Regions from separate parts of the Capsicum annuum genome. Here region 1 is linked to region 2. The links are chromatin contacts, called in public Hi-C maps. All regions are on one chromosome and are shown on one strand. Each heading gives the region's core, a stretch centred on a gene start, on an enhancer-like site or on the middle of the called end of the contact. The rest is flanking DNA. Distances are from core to core; before and after follow the strand shown. Region 1 has its middle 69 kb from the start of LOC107854914. Region 2 has its middle 8.7 kb from the start of LOC107854914.

The links. Hi-C and Micro-C count contacts between places; a contact is called where the count stands out from the background.
Region 1: a Hi-C map of bud shows a contact between it and region 2, with 1.9 times the contacts expected there. The contact joins two enhancer-like sites. A contact is called at or near these places in 3 of 5 Hi-C or Micro-C datasets (bud, leaf and placenta).

Annotation. Positions count from the first base shown.
Region 1 is chr1:151,379,255-151,382,105 of UCD10Xv1.1, forward strand. No RefSeq gene overlaps it. Among protein-coding and RNA genes, the nearest start is that of LOC107854914, 69 kb to the left of the region's middle. Within about 2 kb of position 1,432, at least 4 of the 5 cell types and tissues checked have an H3K27ac peak or open chromatin away from gene starts, as enhancers often do. A contact at or near this core is called in bud, where this site is marked.
Region 2 is chr1:151,318,898-151,321,597 of UCD10Xv1.1, forward strand. No RefSeq gene overlaps it. Among protein-coding and RNA genes, the nearest start is that of LOC107854914, 8.7 kb to the left of the region's middle. Within about 2 kb of position 1,439, at least 4 of the 5 cell types and tissues checked have an H3K27ac peak or open chromatin away from gene starts, as enhancers often do. A contact at or near this core is called in bud, where this site is marked.

The sequences.
Region 1 (2,851 bases), core at 182-2,681, 60 kb after region 2:
ATCAGGCTTGCACCTCGGTTAGTGCATCGGGCCAATCCAGCTCCCTACCTGAACCTCCCAACCAGCCTATCCAAGTCCTGCCCGGCCATTGTGTCCGGGTTTTAACCGGGTCAATCCCAGATGGATGTAGGCTTGTTTGACCCATTTCAGATGTAATATTATTTACGATTCATATTTTTGAAATTATTTAAGCTCTTTACATTGGTATGGAAGTAGCTAATATTTTGTAAAAATAATATTCAATACTCTAACTTCATTAATGATTGTAGGTCCATCGTGATAAATCAGGATGTCCGTATAGGAAACATAACATGCGAACTTTTATTTTCTTTCACACAAATCTTTAATATTTATATCCCTTCACCCCCCACCCCCCCGCGCCCCCACAAAAAAACGTGATACAGTATTAAAATTTCGTTAAAACGTGATACAGTATTAAAATTTCGTTTAGAAAAGTGTGTTTCTTTTGCATTTATTTTGATATCTGTGTACCTTACATGTTCCACACCCTGCAAAGCAAAGAAGGCACTCCCACCCCCAAAACAGCCATTTGTTAGGAGTGTTATTGAGGAAATCAATCATGTTTTCTTTAATAATTTCAAAAAATTTCTAACTACAGAAGAATTTGCATGATTTGTAGCACTATCATGTAATTCTAAACGGCAAAATCTAGTAAAATGTCAAATATTTGATATGGAAATTGTGTACTGAATTAGATAGGTTGGTGATCATGCGATATGCAAATAATTTCAAAATTTTCTAATTACAGAAAAATATGCATGATTTTTAGTACTTTTAATATAATTCAAAATGAAAAAATCTAGTCAAATATCAAAGATTTGATATGGGAAATCGCGTGCAAAATTAGATAGGTCAATCGTCATATGATACACGCAATTCATTTCAGGTCACGACGAATACATATAATCATATATAGGTGCGTTCGTGGTCCAAGGATTACTTGGATGTTTTGAAAATTAGAAAATTATTGTTATAAAGCTAAATAATTGAAAGGGAGATGACTAATAGAGTATAATTCTTTGATGTGAACATGGTCATTGGTCATATTAATATGGAATAACTTACAAGTCAAAAGGGAGTATAAAGAAACAAAACCCCAAGATTTGCTTAAGTTTTCGTTGTTTCATTCGTGAAAGCGAAGATGTCTAGTTACCACTAATAATTAATTGGAAATGTTACTATCAAAACACATTTGTTCACCTCCATAATTGAATTTCCACTACAGAATTTTTGGTCAAGCATATATTTATAGACACATTAGCCAAATCAAATGTGGTCATGGAACATGTATATATTTTCTTCATTTTAGGACGCAACCGAACTTATCATTTGCATTGACTACAAAGGCAACACGATGAAAGGGAAATGTTTGATTAATATGGTGGAAATATGACGAGTCATCAATCATCTATTCTAAATCATACACTAGTCCTTCATTAGTACAAGCAATTAGTGATTATATATACTCTAACATGAACCTTTAGCCTTACGTCCCAATCATCAAAAAGTTCAAAATTCTACCCATAGACACATTCTCTTTTCATGAATTCAACACATTATTTGGAACTTCTTGACATCTTTGAACAGTTCGTACTTCTTTAACAAGCTTGTGATTGAGGCAATACCGCGAATTTAATTGTATTATTGATATATATGAGCAATATTGTTAGCTCACTAAACCCTTAGCGTGCCTTTCACCGGGGATGGATCGAATATGCATGCATATGTATATATAAAAAGGATCACAAATTCGAGTATAAGGCTATATATATTTCGTATAAAATACGGTTTATCGTCTCGTCAACATCACGTCGTTTGAACTAGCATGGTAACTCTCATTATTGTTAGTGACATTATTGGACGTTGTTATTGTGTATGCCTAGAAAAATGTAATAGTGACAATCTTGGGCTTTCATGATTCTATTATTAACAAAAAAAGGTAGGGACATTGTAGATAGAAAGGGAATTGAGATTACTACATCCTAGTCTACAATTTTAATTTTTTTTTTGCATTCCTTACGTGGATATAAATGAGATTCCATTTTAAATCAAAGAATTTAGAACCCGAGGGACATTCACAACCTCTGCCACAACTTCTACCCTTCGGATGAACATTTTGTAGTAATTGGTCAATGTGCAATAGCTCATAAACCACACAGGAAATGTAATTGACAGACGGAGGCTGGATTCCATCCCAGATCTCTACACGGAACACCCACCTCCCAACCTAATTAAGTTGTCCACGTTTTTCAGATTTATCTTTTGAGTGCTTAAAAGAATGGTCCAGGCAGCGCGTTAGCTGTCAAAGATTTGTTATATCTGAGGTCAAGATTTTCTTTAATTTGTTGTTAAGAGAGCATGAATCAATCTGAAATTGTGAATAACATTTTTTCAATGAATTCATAAACATGAAGCTAACGTATCACATTTATTTGTTCAAATTTAAGACTTGTGGGGAACCCTTGTTCAATTTCATCTCATGAAATAACGAAATGACTCGTCAATAATTAGTGTTTGAATTTCGAAGGACTAAGACATTATATAAATCCTTTTAGGGAAAAATATATGTGGTTTAGCTAACTCAATCCTCTATTTATCCTTCATAGTGGTAGTTTAAGAAAATTACATAGTTTTGGGTTTTATAGTGAATATGTGCGGATACACAATACACTTATTATGCGTGCAGATACATTATATTTTATTATTATTATGTGCATATATCCAATATATTCCGCTACAGAAATATTGTATATGTGCGATACATTTATTATGTGGGTGGATATAATGTATTTCACAATTAATATACTCACGGATATAGTATATTCCGCTA
Region 2 (2,700 bases), core at 189-2,688:
GCTATATGTGGAGATAATTGTTAATCATATTTTCAACAATCCTGCTGTCACATATTTGAAAATAAAGCTCACTTTTAATCCTGCAAAAGGGCTCCAATATTTTTAACCCCAAAAAGGCTCATATACTTTTAACCCAAAAGCTCAATTTTTAAAGCATGTCAAACAGCAGTGATATATGAAGAATATATATGAAGAACGAAGATCATGCACAAGAAGAAGGTGGATCAAGTGAAGAAAATCAAGCCAAAAAGAGGAGATTTGTTAGGGTTTTTGCTCTGATTTTCTTACTATATTTAAGTTTTATTTTTTCTTAGAAGGAAAATAAAAGTTACCATAATTACTTTTACTTTTCCTGAAAGAAAAAAATATAATTCTTTTTTATATTTGGCTAACCTCTTTCTTAGAGGTAAGATTTTTGACATCTATAAATAGAAGACCTCCCTTCTCATACCATAACACAATAACATCCACAAGGTAGTCGTTTAAAGAGTCTCGTTTAGGGAGTTTTCTCCCAATAGTTTTTAATATTTTTTTATATTAGTTTTCAATATGTAGGTCACTTGATCAAATTACATCAATAATATTTTTTTTAGTATACTTTTCTTTGTCGTCTGAATTATCACTACGATAGTTTGCAACTAATAACATCCGCATGACGCCCTCTCCATTTCGAACCCAACAACATTAACTGTTAAATTGGAAATTAATAGAAGCTAGTGATTATCCAAAAAAAAAAAAAAACTAAAATGTGAAGCTACTTGTTTGGTAATATTTGAGTTTAAAAAATTTAAATTCTTATTGATGTGATTATTTGATATGACATATTATCTACGGTCAGTTCACTTAGTTAAAGTTTACCATCTAAATATATATATATATATATATATATATATATATATATATATATATATATATATGATGCTTAGATCAACTAAGAGGTCTAATTTCTTTCTTAGCTTCTTTTTTATTCCTTCAAAATTATAGAGAAGAAGAATTTGTAATTGCTATGATTTATGTCGAGAAAATTGTATTTGAGATGACTGAGATTTAAGATAATTTTTTCAGCACTTTAGCTATGCATATTTTTTCAGCACTTCAGTTAGTTAAAGTTTATCATCTAAAAATATATGCGTGATGCTACCTAGATCAACTAAGAGGTCTAATTTCTTTCTTCTTTTTTTCCTACAAAATTATAGAGAAGAAGAATTTGAAATCGCTATAATTTATGTTGAAAAAATTATATTTGAAATGGCTGAGATTTAAGACAATTTTTTCAACACTTGAGTTATGTACGTCTGAATTGTTTCCAAAAATGGATAGTGGGAGGAATATCCAAGATGACACCAGGAAAGGTTCTGCCACATCAGGGTGATGATGAGGTAGGGCAATGGTGAATTGGACGAATGATAGCACAAGTAGTAGGCAATCCATCACTAAGCCGGCCGTGTTTTCATATACAGCCACGTTAGGGCCGTCAACATGCCCCTATTACTCCTCGTCATCATAGCCCCACGACAAGATTTCAAGATATGCCTGTCCAACCCTTGTTGCTATGAAACCAATATCATTTTTTAAAACATATTAAAGATGTCCCAAAACCTATGTGATTACAAGTAATCAATCTTTTCTTATCATGTTCCCTACCCCACTTCTCATTCCACTTTAATCAATGTTCCTTTGTCTTCTTCCTAATTTTATCCCTTTGTTAACATATATTCTCCCAAATTGTCATTTCTTTTATATAATTATGAGAAATTAGTTGATTGTACAGTTTGAAATTCGGTTGCAATGACTTGACCTTTTATCTATAATCGATGCGAATCCTCAAGTATTAGTGATCCATACGTCTGGCGTTGTGCTTTTGTCGGTATGTACTAAATAGGGGCGAAGCTAGTTTGGGATAGACCCAAACTCAATTTACAGTAGTTATACATTATTAAAATTATTTGTATGTTAAATAATAAATGTTGAACCTCTATCTATTGATTCGTGTGTATTTTGAACTCACCTAATAAAAATTTTAGCTATGTTACTAATACCAAAACCTAAGAGCACTTGTCATTACCTTTTATTCTAACACTAAAATATTTTCTCTCTCAAATCTTTTATTTTCCATTTATGTCTTAACGAGAGGATCCTAGAAATAATTGTTGGTGGTATGCCATGTGTCAAAGTGTTCTTGAATTTTATGTTAGAATTCTTGGAGTTGTATCATCTTTGCAATAATAATATATAGAAAATTCACATGGCCGGTGAGTATAAGATGAAAAGAGGATTGGGAAAAGAAGGATTAGTGATTCTCTACCTCCTGTTGCCTAATTTCATCATCAGAAAGGGAAAAGGGGAAACAGAAATAACATTAGTCAACTATATATCTGTTTTACTTTTTCGTGCAATAATTAAAGTAAAAATTCGAATTACAATGGTCACCTAAAATTTCTATTGAATAATTATATACTGATCCATTTTTTAATCTCTATGTGAGTCTACCTTTTTGGTTGTCAGAGACAGAGCTAACTTGGTTGAAATACATTCGATAGAATTTAATAATTTTAATTAGAAATTATTTCTTTGAAACTAATAAGCTAAAATTTTGAATTCATAAACTTTATATCCTGATTTTGGGTCTATAGTTGGAAACAACTGAACGAGTACCTTAATTCTTAATCGTACATCAATATGACAACCTTTAATTTACTG